Regions from separate parts of the Pan troglodytes genome. Here regions 1 and 2 are each linked to region 3. The links are chromatin contacts, called in public Hi-C and HiChIP or PLAC-seq maps. All regions are on one chromosome and are shown on one strand. The core of a region is the stretch at or near the end of the contact, and the rest is flanking DNA. Distances in the headings are between cores, read along the strand shown.

Region 1 (4,772 bases), core at 548-3,047, 310 kb after region 3:
ACTAGGAACATTTTGTTATTCTAATAAGGAACTGAAGACATTATAATAGAAACATAACCTTTTTGTTTGGAAAGTTTTAGTATCAAGTAAATGAAGTTACATATCCCATTGAATTAAAAAATATATAAGGCCTAGAAATAGCTACCAAACTTAAAGTTCAAATGTAAGAGGATATCAACTGAGGCTCACAAGGGAAAAACGGTGGACTATATATTTGCTAACTAGATATTTTGAATCACTTCTGTTTACAGTACCATGCAACTCAGGAGGAAAATATATTTGAAACAATTAAATGAAAAATACTTAAACTTATCTAGAAATAACCGGGAAATGAAATGAGAGAATCAAGAAGCCATACTCTTTCTCATAGGTTGCTTGTCTTCTTACTTTCTCTGCACTAAACCTATGAAAAGCCTACTTTGAGGGGAAAATAACCGAAAGAAATGTCAAACGAAGTACAAGAACAAGCAATGAGTTATATTTTATGAAAGTGTGCAGGATTTAACAGACACATATCACACACTATGAAAAAAGTTATGAAATGTAAACACAGACGGGGTTTTAATGAAACAGCATTCAGAAATTAATCTAGAAGCTTTATTAACACAGCAAATCTGTCCTGCCAACTTAATCTGGTCATTCCTTTCAATATAACAGTTATGAAACAAGCATATTCTTCAGCAGGCTTCTCATAAAAAATTCCAGAGATTTTAAAGGAAAGCCTAAGAACTAGACTTTTCTCGTTAAAATGTGAGTTAAATTTAAAGATGTCGTATGGAATGTAGCAGCAATCAATACTGGGAAGCAAAATGTATATAGAAAAAATAAAAAATATATACACAGATTTAACGCAGACACTATCTAAATATCAACGACAGGCTCAAAATACTTTATAAGGATTATGTGTCAACATAAGCCTTTAACATTCGCTCTCTTAAAGCCAAAATGTTTTAAGATTTAGAACCAGAGAACAGGCAGTCTGACGGTCAAAGAGGGGAAATCATTTTTTTCCAGCATCTTCTAATGAAGTCTGTCTCTCACAATTATAAAAACTTTCGCAGGCTGGTCTAAACCGTGAGGGGCCTGGAGAAAGCAGAAGGGAGGTATCCTGAATGAAAGCCCAACCACCTCCATAAATTAATGTCTTCCCTTGACTAGAAAGCATTTCAGGGTAAAAAGCATGTACGAATTCCTCCGTAATATGAAAAGGGGTTGGAGGGCAGGGAATGAAATAGAGAGCGGGGGCACTAAAGCATGTTTAGTTAACAGCGCTCAGAAGTCTCCACACAACCCGTATTCCCCTCCATCTCAATCAGACCAGGCTATTCTCTCCTCCTCCGAAGGTTTAGGGGTCAGAAAGAGATGTGGGGTCAAAGTGGCTTCCCCGACAGGTCCCCTCCCTAAGTTTCCCCTCGGCTGAGCCCAGATCTCCGCTCTGAACCGACCTAAGAGCTGGTCTAGGGCTGGGAGCCCGGTTGATACCAGCAGCTGTCCATTCCGCACCGACGGTCGCGTGCCCGTAATGGACACCAGTCGAGGGCCGCTGTCGTTGGTCCCGCTGGCTCTACGACCCCTCCTCTGGAAACTGGTGACGTTGTTCTTGCTGGCTGTCGCCACTGCAGACCCAGTACTCGCGGCAACACTACCGCAGGTTGCCGCTGCCGCCATCTTAGAGCCTCCAGTGTTAACCCAATAGGAATTCTGGGAACGCAAACACCCGTCCTATCAGAACCAGGGCCAAACTCCCGCCTCCTCGCCCCAACCGCGGCTCTCGTAACCAATAGGACTGAGACGTCAGTCCCGAGCCAACCAATCGGAAGGCGTATTGCTGAAAAGTGCGCCCTACGTAAGGACGGTCGACTTCGGCGGGGCCCAGGTGAGAAAGGCCCACCTGTGTCCTGGTTGAGGGTCTCCAGGGTTCTTTGGGGCCCGAGGTAGGTAATATCACGTAACGTTCTTCTCCTTTTGAGTGCCTTCATTCACATTGAGTTAAAGAAAAGGTTGGTGAACCGATAAACCCTTAGGGCTTATCAAGCAATTGCTAGCACCTTTCTCCGCTGTGTGTGAGGATACACTTTTTTCCTGCTCATTTATCTTCTGATTTCTGATAGAAAATTCACTCCGCCTTCCCCACGATGTCTTTTTCTTAATTTTGTGTTATATGGAAAGGATGGGATCTCTTACCTTAATGAGTTGGTTGCTGAGCGTCTGGGCTTAGTTCGTTAGTGCCTAGTGGTAGGTGGTTTGGAATTAAACCTTAGAGCGAAAACTCTTGAACTTTGAGGCTATCTGGTTTTCCTGTGTCTGACAAACTATAGCTCTCTGACAAGTTCCGATAAGAAGCTTTTGTTAATTTTAATTAGTGTTTCTGGAAGTCTTGGATGTCTTTCCTAAGCGGTATAAATGACAAGTGTTACTCTGACAACCTTGTTCACACATTTAATTGTCGTTTGCTGTTAAAGCAGCTGCAAATAACAGAAAATACTTAGGGTTTCTTTCCCCCAAAAAACTGCTAGGAAGAATTAGAAGTATACCTACTTTATTTTATGAACCCTGAATCGAGAGTTTATTACTAAAGTACGAATTTTATGTGTGGAAAAAACATGTATTTTGAGTTGTATTTTTGTATTTAATTTTTTTCTCAAAACTGAGCAGGACAGTGGGTAAGTGATGTTTAAAGGCAATCATGATTGACAAACGTCTAAATTAAAAAGGACTCCCAAATCATTACCGCACTACTGAGTTATTGACTTTGACAGTGATCTGTGATACCTTTTAATTAGAGCCAAACCTCATTGAAATTCTTGCCATCGAATTGTTTTAAATCTCACTGACCTGTTGAAATTTTTGGGCTGATTCTGTTTGATAAATTGAAATTAGTATTGCTAAATAGTGACTGGAGTTTTTCATTTGGGGAGGATTTTTGTTTGCTTGCTTGTTTTTTAGAATCATGTTTAGGAAAAAACCCTGTTTCACAATATATCAACTGGAAAGCTTTGATCAAGGTTGCTTTCATATTGAATCTTTAAGTTACTCAATAAATAGCTGTTGAGTGATTACTGTCTGTTTGGACTTAATCTTGTCATTTTAGACCTATGGTAGTAAAAATGGTCTCACCTGGAGGAGATAAAATTAACACATAGAAAACAACATAGTACTTAAAATGAACACATTAAATAGCATGTGCTAATTTTATCCTGTAGTAAATAAGCACTAGGAAGACCAAAAGAAAAAGTGACAAAGCAGTCCAATATCAGATAGAAACGTCTTGAATTTTTTTTTTCTTCAACTTTTGTTTTAGGTTCTGGGCTTCATGTGCAGGTTTGTTACATAGGTAAACGTGTGCTGTGGTGGTTTGCTGCACAGATCAACCCACCACCTAGGTATTAAGCCCAGCATCCATTAGCTATTCTTCCTGATGCTCTCTGTCCCCCCACCCCTACAAATATTTTTGATGCTGTGAACTTTTTGAAATGCTACATATAATTATTATTTTTTGACAGATGGCATTGTTTTGTGTACCTCATGATGCTATGAAGTGTATGTACATTCCGGAATCGTTAAATCTAGCTAATTAGCAATGCATTACCTCACATAGTTATCATTTTTGTGGTAAGAGTACATAACATCTACACTGTTTACATTTTTTTAAAGAATACAATATATGATCATTAACTATAGTCAGCTTGCTATAAATTCATGTTATATAATAGATTTCTTGAAATTTATTCCTCCTATCTAACTGATATTATGTATCTTTGACCAAATTCTCCCCATCCCCCCTGCCAACCATCCTGGCCTCTGGTAAACACCATTGTACTCTCTGTGCGATTAACTATTAGATTCCACCTATGAGTAAGATCATGTGATATTTGTCTTTCTGTGTCTGACTTATTTCACTTAACATAATGGTATAATTCGTTTTTATAGGCTTCTGTATTACATATTCCCTTGTTTCCTACTGTATTTACTTAACCCTTTAGTTTTCCCAAGATGATGATAGTGGTGCTTTGTTTGCCTCATTACTAGAACTGAAGAATTATTTTCCAACTTTGACTTGGACTATAATTCTGGAAAGATGATCTATATACACACCAGAGTATTCATGAAATTAGGATATATATCTGGTATAACACTATCGTAGGATAAATATATGCTTTTGTTTTTTTTTTCTGAGACGGAGTCTAGGTGTGTTGCCCGGGCTGGAGTGCAGTGGCGCGATCTCGGCTCACTGCAAGCTGTGCCTTCCTGGGTTCGCACCATTCTCCTGCCTCAGCCTCCCGAGTAGCTGGGACTACAGGCGCCCGTCACCACGCCCTGCTGATTTTTTGTATTTTCAGTAGAGATGGGGTTTCACCGTGTTAGCCAGGATGGTCTCAGTCTCCTGACCTCGTGGTCCGCCCACCTCGGCCTCCCAAAGTGCTGGAATTACAGGTGTGAGCCAGCGCGCCAGCCAAATATGGGTTTTTTGTTTGTTTGTTTTTTGTTTTCTTTTTAGACGGAGTCTCGCTCTGTTGCCAGGCTGGAGTGCAGTGGCATGATCTCGGCTTACTGCAACCTCCGCCTCCTGGGTTCAAATGATCCTCCTGCCTCAGCCTCCTGAGTAGTTGGGACTACAGGCATTCACCACCATGCCCAGCTAATTTTTGTATTTTGAGTAAGAGACAGGCTTTCACCATGTTGGCCAGGATGGTCTCAATCTCTTGACCTTGTGATCCACCGCCTCGGCTTCCCAAAGTGTTGAGATTACAGGTGTGAGCCACCGCGCCCAG
Region 2 (4,622 bases), core at 2,100-4,599, 270 kb before region 3:
TTTCCAGCACCTCCTACCCCGCCTCTACCCCACATTTAACCTACAAGTGAATGGTGCATCCATCACCCATCTGGTGGCTAAGGCCAGAGACCCGGATGTCCCCTTGATTCCTACCTCTCTCTTCTCCCCCTCATTGAGTCAAGAGCAAGAGCTGCCAGTTCTGCCTCCCACTGGTGTCTAGATTCATCCCCTCCTGGAATCCGGAGAGACAAAGCCCCTTTGGCATTCACCTCCTCTCCCTGCCACTGGTCTACTCTGTGCCTTGATTATGTTCTCTGTGTACTGCCCTCCTGCCAGCCTGACTTTCCCAATGAGTTTTGGGGATTATGACATTTTGACAACGTACAGGATAACATCTCATGTCCATCTCACCAAGGTCCTTCCTGCTCTGCCCTTGGTTTCCCCTCCATTCTCACCTCTCACTTCCCTTCCCTGCCCCTTTGCAGACTCACCACCCTTCATGCCCCAGAACGCTTTTCAAACCCTTTAGAAATGGCTGTTTTCTCTTCAGGAAGGCCTTCCCTGCTGTACACCTGGCAACCTCCAAGTCATCCTACAAACTCTGATCAGGTGACAGCCCCAATCCCCTCTTTCTAACCTGCAGCCTTGGCGGCTCCTTCTCCTGAATATGCTCACAGTAGGTTTTATAGGCCATCATTGCAGCAATTGTGCATAATGGCTAGTTTGTCCGTGCTTCTCTCCTCCACATTTGCTTACAAGCACTTCGACGCCCAGAGCATAAGGTTTCATCTTTGTACCTGCTGGTTATCTAAACTGGGGCCCGGTACACAGTAGCCATTCAAATGTTTGTTGCAGGAACAAATGAATGAAGTCAAGGTGTTGATACAAGGATCAAATCCAGACCAACTTCACCGTCACTTTTTCTCACTACTAGGCTGAACTGTCATGATGAAGGCATTAACTGGAAGCTGTAGGACCACACCTTATAAAGTTTTCCAAATCCCAAAACCTCTCCCTGCCTCCTCTCCAGTGACAATGTGGCTGCCACTCAGGGCTCCAGGATAAATCAGTCTCCAAGTGCCTCAAAGCAATACAATAGACTGAACTCATCAATGGCCCCCATTGTTAAGTCCTAACCGAGAAGAGAAAGTACTCTGCAAGATAAAAGGTAATTGTTTGGAGGTGACTTTGAAGTTCAAAGGTCTTTTTATCAGAGCAGGCAAATGGTGCATCTACACAATAGGTATAATTTATCCTCATATTCCAATGAAACACTTTGGCCTTTGGAGGCCCCCAGGAGCACAGGGATGGCTGTGTTCTCTTTCATGTGGCAGAACATGAAGATCCTCCACCCCCAGGAATCAGGTTCAGGGAGATCTGAGACCTGGTGCCCAGTAGGCAGGACTGCTGGTTTCTTCCCCAGCCCTGCCTCCATCTGGGACCAGGCTGCCTGCTGGGTCCTCTGTGCAAGGACCACCAGATACCTCCGCACAATGCCCAAGTGTCTCCTCAGGGGGACCCGGGGAGGGTGTACTAAAATACGCCGAAGTTTTGTTTCCCGGGTTTGGTTCCTGACTCAACTGCCTTTAACAGCCCAAGTCAAAGTCCTCCACCACCAAGAGAACCCTCCAGCTTTTTGCCCCCCAAACAAATCAGTTGCCAAAGAACTGAGTGCTTCTGCAGACATCTGCTGCCAACAGAAACGTTTCAGGCGACCCGTTTCCATTCCTGCTCCCTCCTGTTTCCAATCGGAAACTGCGTGTCCCTTTTCAACCGGATTTTTGTATCCCTACACTAGATTTTATTTTATTTTTATTTTTATTATTTTTGAGATGGAGTCTCACTCTAGCCCCGGCTGGAGTGCAGTGGCGCAATCTCGGCTCACTGCTACCTCCGCCTCCCGGGTTCAAGCGATTCCCCTGCCTCAGCCTCCCAAGTAGCTGGGATTACAGGCGTGTGCCACGACGCCCGGCTAATTTTTGTATTTTTAGTAGAGACGGGATTTCGCCGTTTGGTCAGGCTGGTCTCGAACTCCTGACCTCAGGTGATCTCCCCACCCGCCCCCCGCCTCGGCCTCCCAAAGTGCTGGGATTACAGGCGTGAGTCACCGCGCCCAGTCTCCTTACGATAGATTTACAGGGCGATTAGGCAAAAGGCAAGACCACTGCGGCCGAGACCAGGAAGCAAGCCTGTCGCTCGCCTGCCCCTTCATCTTTTATCCATTTATGTTCATCCCTGAGATTTTCTTAGCGAGTGTCTCAAGCCCTTCTCCCCAGGAGTGGGGGATCAGAGAGAAACTGCGAGAGAGTGGGGAGGAACTCATGTCACTAACAGGCCACTGTGGACAAACTCTTCTTTTGTGCACTCTCCCCTCCCTTCTGATGCAACCTGGGGGAGGGGGCGGGCCCTCGCCGTCCTGGCTCCCGCGGCCGCTGCCACGTTCTCGCCTCCCCGCGAGAAACCACCCCGGCCGGGGCGCGGCGGCGGCGATCTCCAAGCTGGGGTCCCGGGGCCCTCCAGCAAGTTAGCCTGAGCCCCAGCGCCGAGTTGGGCAGGCCCCCATCCTCGAGGCCGCGCGCGCGATTTCGCTTTCGCTTTGGCGGTGGTATCCCGCGTGGCTCCCGCCCAGGCGGCCCTCGGACACCTGCGCCGCCCCCCACGGGGCCCTGGCCGCGGCCTCACCCTAGCCTCTCCTTGCTCTCGTCCGGGGTGAGCTGGTCGAAGGTCTTGGAGTCCTCCTTGCCCAGGAAGGCCTCGTGGTCGTACTGGAAGCTCTGGTTGTCCTCAGGGGGCCGCTCGCCCAGCTCCGAGTCGGGCCGCACCACGCGCTCTTTGCGCACCGTGGGCTTGGCCCGCAGAACCCGCGGCGCCAGCACCAGCGCCAGCAGCAGCCCCAGGGCTAACCCCAGGCGGCGGCCGCGGCCACCGCGCGCCATCGTCCCGAGGAGAGGGCGGCCGGGAGGGAGACGCTGAGCGAGCGACAACAGCGGCAGCTCGGGAATGGGGGCTTGGAGCGCGGCGGCAGCGACAGGGTTGGGGCCGGCGCGGAGGAGGGGACTGGCCAGTCCCTCCGCCAGTGCCCGCCCCGAGCCGGAGCAGAGGGGCGCGCCGGGGCCTCGGGCTGGGAAGCTGCGGGCGGCCCCGCTCGCGCGCCCATTGGTCGCTGAGCTGCCGGGGGAAGCCGGGGCCGCGGAGCCACGTCGCCAGCTGGGGTGGTGGGCGCGGGGCTCGTGTTTCGCCTCGGCCCCTCCCCGCGATCTTGTTGCTAGGGGCGGGCCCGGGCGAACTGGGCTAGGGACTGGAGGGCTCGGAGGAGGATTGGGAAGTTCTTTGTCAAGCAACAGATGTGCAGGATAAAATTCCCTCTGACTTCCTACAGTTCCGGGAAAACTGTAAGGAAGGAGACGTTGCCCCTCCTCAACTTCCAACTGAGACCCCGAATCTCAGCCCTAGACCCTGCTCTAAGATGTGCTCTCAAACCCAATTCAACCCCATTTAGTAAAATTTGGAGTCTGGTTACAAACGCGAGCCTGGAAGGAGACCAAGACGGGCGAAGTCCCCTAGAAACGAGGGTCGTACTGTCAGTCGTCAAGGAGGGTCAAGCGGGGAACTTCTATATGACCAAGAGTCCCTCTAAAGGGAGCGGTACTGTGCGTTCCAGCTGCCAGCGGAACGCAGGCCCCACGCTGATAGATAGTCCTGTTTCCCAAATGAAATCAATCAGGATTTTAGATTTTTATGTTTTATTTCTAAATGTTGGTAACTCATTTTACAAAAGCACTAGTTGGATCCAATCTTACCTGTATTCAGTTGGTAATGCTACCAATACAGATATCTGTCCCATCAAACTTTCTGCAATGATGGAAATGCCCTCTATCTGGTCTGGCCTGTAGGTAGTGGCTGTTGAGCACTTGATGTGTAGCTTAGTGTAAGTGAGGCACTGAAATTTTAATTTAAATCTAAACTTAAAGAGCCACACGAGACTAATGGCTACCGTATTGGACGGTGAGGTCTCGAGCAGTCTCAGCCTTTTGACACTCATTGAAAGCCATGATCCTCTTCCAGAAAAATGCACATACAGCTACTGACACGGGTGCTTGATTAAAGAGTCGGAGGATTCATGGATCTTTTGAAGTCCCACCTATGAGCCCCAGGTTAAGAATCCCTAGAAGGCCGGGCACGGTGGCTCATGCCTGTAATCCCAGCACTTTGGGAGGCGGAGCCAGGTAGATCACTTGAGGTCAGGAGTTCGAGACCAGCCTGGCCAACATGGTGAAACACCGTCTCTACTAAAAATACAAAAATTAGCTGGGCGAGGTGGCGGGCGCCTGTAATCTCAGCTAGTCGGAGGCTGGGGTAGGAGAATCGCTTGAACCTGGGAGGCGAAGGTTGCAGTGAGCCGAGATCATGCCATTGCACTTCAACCTGGGAAACAAGAGAGAAACTCCATTAAAAAAAAAAAAAAAAAAAAAAAATCCCTAGAAAACTGAAACGATAGTTGAAGAGGGAAACCCACCATGACAGCTAAATATCTGTACTCCTAGAAATTTCCTCCATCTTGCCTTGCCTCCCACCTCCATCCCTGATGTTTTCAAAAAGGTCTGGGATGTGCTTCTTGCCCTTGCAATAAAGATGTCGTCGCAACATAGACGCAAGTCCCT
Region 3 (4,334 bases), core at 1,822-4,321:
TCCTATTAATTTGTATATGGAAAAGCTTTATTAAACCATTTTATAAGTTAGCGCTCACCCTGGAATCCTTTTTAAAAAATATTGTAGAAGTTAACAGGATGCATTATCTTCCAGATTGAGTAAAATTAAATTTTAAGAGGAAAATCCATTTTTATTTTATAATTGCTGGGAGACTCAGTGCCTATTCTCAATAAAAAGGCAAATACTAAATCAATTCCCACCCACCTGGTAGCACAGATCCAGCGGTAGGGGCTCCTCCAGTCTGGAAGCGGCTTTATTTGCATAAAGTAGTTAAGGGGAGAGAGGAAAAGCGACAGAGGCCGGGAGGGGAAAACATACCTTCGACAAGAACAACAGTTCAACCCAAGAGCCGATTTCTCTATCTTCCTCTCTCTCCACTACTTCCCCTACTTCAAGGCCTCTCACGCCCATCCAGGCTCTCCACCCAGCCTCTGCTGGCTGATGGGGAAGCTCTGGGGCCGGGGCTGGCCTGGGAGCCTAGGCAGACTGGGCGGCTGCCGAGCTCGCTCACTGTGCGGTGGAGAATCAGAGCCTGCAGCTGCCCTAGGTGTCGGAAATTTGCAGTCTGTGCTACCCCGGGCTGAAGGGAGGCCTGAAAGAAAAGAGGTTTCTTTCCCGCTTCCGGTCCTTTGCACCCCAGCTACAGCCTGCCTCAGGTAGCACTCGGCATTTGGGGCTCTAGGAGTCGTCGATGATGCCCCCGGGCCGCCCGCCGTACCCTTCTTCCCGCAATGCGAGCCAATGTGGCCTAGAGAGGATGCCTCTGCCCGGGCGAGGCGAGGTGGGACCTCGTAGGCTGGGCACCACGCGGGGCCCTGCCCAGCTTCCTCTAAGGCTGGTGGCAGGCGCGGAGAGGAGCCCCCAGCACTAGATTTCTGGTAGGGTCTCCAGAGTGCTCCGAGGTCGAGCGCTTCTCCGAGAATCCAGCTGAGGCAGCGGCTAAACCTGCACCTTCTCCCTCGGCGACCCCAGCGCCGTCTCCCTCCCTCCCAGCCTCCTTGCCCGGGGCAAATGGAGAGCGGCTCGTGCGTTGGCCCGGAGCTCGGAAGGGCCTAGTTCGGGCCTCGCCAGCACCACCGGCGCTCCCGCGCAGCCCGAACGCGCCCTTTATTGACAGGCAGATAAGCAGGCGGGGGCCGTGGCGTTTCCAGAGTCGCTCTCGAGCACCCTGCTGGGTTGCAGGGATCTGCGCACACTTAATGGCCTGGACTCCAAACAAGCCCAGAACAGCCCTCTCGGCGGCCTAGGGTTGGTACAGTGTGGGGAACGAGACCCGGACACAAACTGGCCAGCTAGGAAGGCCTACACAGGTCCGAGGCCTATCCGCAGCCCACACACCAAGGCGGACGGCGGAGTCTGGGAGACCTCAGGACATCTGAGGCTGGAGGCTGGGCCAGGTCCTGGAGGGGAGCTAGGGGCTTACCAAGAAACTAGGTCACTGGAGATGGCCGACGGCGACAGGGAAACCAGAACAAATGCCTCTCTTAGCATCCCTTCCCAGCCGAGCAGGGCGACAGGACCATGGTAAGGTCTAGGCCCAGACTAGAGTGGCCAGTGGGAGGTGGGCGCTCCTAGGCCTTAACACAGGATGCCCAGGGCGTTAGGACGAAGAAAGAAAGTTTGGAGAATGTTTGTAAATAAGTAAGAACATCCTGCGGAAACTTCTCAGCCAAAGCTCCCATTCTCCTCCCCACCTTCACCGCCACCCCCACCTCTACCCCTACCCCCACTCCCACCCCTACTCTGCCCTCCAGTCCTCGACGGGCTGAGCAAGACAAAAAATCAAGTCCAGCTAGGAGCTGTCCGGGCTAAGAGGAGTGGGCAGACGGGCTGCCTGGAGCTGCCTCCTGGCCGGTTGCGAGGCCCGGCACCTGTCCAGGTGTGCCAGGGGCGGGAGCGGGAATCACTAGACCTCCGCCTCGGCGCCATCTGTGCTCGGCTCTCCCTTAGCCGCCGCCCGGATCAAGGCGCGCAGGGACTGGCCCTAGGACCCTCCTCCGGCCCAGGCGTCCCCCTCCCTGCTTCTACACACACACTCCCGGGTCCACCCAGGCTGGGTCTCCACGAGCTGCCTAAAGGAAATTCCACGCCCCGCCCCTTCCTCTCCCGCAAACTCCTCAAGCGACCCCTGCCCCTCCGGGCCCGACCTCTGTCACTTTCAAATTGGAGACCCAGATGGAAGCACAGGGGAAGGAGTTGAGAAGCCTCCTGTTTTGAGGGATGGGGGACGGGAATGACAACGAGGGTCTAAATCTCCATTCCAAGATAGCCAGGCCTAGCTCCGCTAAGCCATCTCGCAGTCCACAGAAGGTGTGAGGGAAAAACAGGCACAGACCAGCAAGTCAGTGTCCTGCAGACCCCGCCCCAATTTCTATGAGTACTGACTTCAGAATCTGGGATTTTCCTGTTTTCCTCCTCTAAGTCACAAAGTCAACAGTTAATTCAAAGTCAAAGATAAATACAATCACCTACATTTTCTAATGTGGTTGAAGCCTTTCAGCCAGAGGGCGAGGGAAGCCCGGGTAGGCCCCCTTTAGGGCTTCCCTCTTGAGAACCCAGCAGGCCTGGAGAGATCTTTGGCCTAGGCCCTGAAAAAGGGGTCGCTTGTCCTCTTCCCGGAGCCCCCGTCTGTGCCCAGCTAGTGACTTGCGGGCTCGAGGGCCACGTTGAGGGTACTCATCGAGCCTCGAACTCCTCCTAAAAATGATTCCTGCCAAAAGCGCCTCTCAATTCCGGCGCGGCCTTCGGGTCTCTCCGATGAAGTGACTCCCTTGGGGATCGGAGGAGGGGACAGGGTGATTACCCAGAGAGGTAGCTGGCCAGCCTAAGGGCAGAGATCTTGGGGCCCTAGTGCCCGAAGGTGCGGAGGAGCGCACTCGGCAAGACTAGTTTCCTGAGGATCGACTCTACGCCATACAGGAGGGCGGGCCAGGCCGGACCGGGCCGGGCTAGGGCGGTCACAGGCCGGGCCAAGGAAGGCCAGAGCAGGGGTTGGAGCCGGCCGGACCCTGGGTGGGGAGAAGCAGGCTCCCGCCCGGCCGGAAAACTAGTCGGCGCAGAGCTGTGCCCAACTCTAGCCGCCATGACGTCACGCGGGCCGGGCAGCCAATGAGGACGGCGCTGGCGTGGATATTAAGGAAAGTTAGCGCCTGCCTGAGCACCCTCTTTTCTTATCATTGACATTTAAACTCTGGGGCAGGTCCTCGCGTAGAACGCGGCTGTCAGATCTGCCACTTCCCCTGCCGAGCGGCGGTGAGAAGTGTGGGAACCGGCGCTGCCAGGCTCACCTGCCTCCCCGCCCTCCGCTCCCAGGTAACCGCCCGGGCTCCGGCCCCGGCCCGGCTCGGGGCCCGCGGGGCCTCTCCGCTGCCCGCGACTGCTGTCCCCAAATCAAAGCCCGCCCCAAGTGGCCCCGGGGCTTGATTTTTGCTTTTAAAAGGAGGCATACAAAGATGGAAGCGAGTTACTGAGGGAGGGATAGGAAGGGGGGTGGAGGAGGGACTTGTCTTTGCCGAGTGTGCTCTTCTGCAAAAGTAGCAAAATGTTCCACTCCTAAGAGTGGACTTCCAGTCCGGCCCTGAGCTGGGAGTAGGGGGCGGGAGTCTGCTGCTGCTGTCTGCTAAAGCCACTCGCGACCGCGAAAAATGCAGGAGGTGGGGACGCAGTTTGCATCCAGACCTCCTCTGCGTCGCAGTTCACGACATCCACGCTTGGGAAAGTCCGTACCCGCGCCTGGAGTGCTTAAAGACACCCTGCCGCGGGTCGGGCGAGGTGCAGCAGAAGTTTCCCGCGGTTGCAAAGTGCAGATGGCTGGACCGCAGCAAAGTCTAGAGATGGGGTTCGTTTCTCAGAAAGACGCGGAGTACGAAAGAATGCGGCCCACAGAGCTGGGCAGCGCGTAAAGCCCCCAGCGTGTGATTTGAGCTTCACTTCGGAAGACCTAATAATTAGCGATTCTCACTGAGCTAGAACGCGGGCTCCGGTTACTGCGGGCGCTGCGCTGGCTGCCTCGGCGGGAAGCGCGCGGGCGCCATGGGAGCCGGGCCGCCAAGCCCGGGAAAGAGCAGCGCCCACCACCCTGCGGCCCCTGGAGGGCGGGAGCCGGGGCCCGGAAGTGTCCCCTTAGTGAGTCAGGGAAGGGACGACCCAAACTTAGACTAACTTGTGGTTCAGCCGGGCGAAAGTCCTGGGAGCCCGGCCCTAAAAGCAGCTGGAGACGCCCAGGCCGGCTTAGGCGGGGCACCCAAGAACCCCGCCCGGGAGTTTGGGGCGGCCTCTGGGCCAGGCCCCGGCTAGCCCCCAACCCCCACTCC

What was found. Hi-C and Micro-C count contacts between places; a contact is called where the count stands out from the background. HiChIP or PLAC-seq counts read pairs in DNA pulled down with a chosen protein or histone mark.
Region 1: a contact with region 3 is called in a Hi-C map of stem cell-derived neural progenitor cells, with 2.3 times the contacts expected there. The contact joins the promoter of IMMP1L here to the promoter of PAX6 in region 3. A contact is called at or near these places in 1 of 7 Hi-C or Micro-C datasets (stem cell-derived neural progenitor cells) and 1 of 1 datasets of contacts at active chromatin or transcription factors (stem cell-derived excitatory neurons).
Region 2: an H3K4me3 HiChIP or PLAC-seq map of stem cell-derived excitatory neurons shows a contact between it and region 3, with 2.3 times the contacts expected there. The contact joins the promoter of RCN1 here to the promoter of PAX6 in region 3. A contact is called at or near these places in 1 of 1 datasets of contacts at active chromatin or transcription factors (stem cell-derived excitatory neurons) and 1 of 1 other capture datasets (stem cell-derived neural stem cells).

Annotation. Positions count from the first base shown.
Region 1 is chr9:35,506,113-35,510,884 of NHGRI_mPanTro3-v2.0_pri, reverse strand. It overlaps IMMP1L (inner mitochondrial membrane peptidase subunit 1), which reads left to right and starts at 1,797. Exons shown (of 8, transcript XM_063783973.1): 1 at 1,797-1,934. It overlaps ELP4 (elongator acetyltransferase complex subunit 4), which reads right to left and starts at 1,782. Exons shown (of 10, transcript XM_508351.8): 1 at 1,446-1,782. The coding sequence starts at 1,668.
Region 2 is chr9:36,089,068-36,093,689 of NHGRI_mPanTro3-v2.0_pri, reverse strand. RCN1 (reticulocalbin 1) reads right to left here and starts at 3,349. Exons shown (of 6, transcript XM_024347019.3): 1 at 2,644-3,349. The coding sequence starts at 2,897.
Region 3 is chr9:35,816,291-35,820,624 of NHGRI_mPanTro3-v2.0_pri, reverse strand. It overlaps PAX6 (paired box 6), which reads left to right and starts at 3,071. Exons shown (of 14, transcript XM_054662190.2): 1 at 3,071-3,333.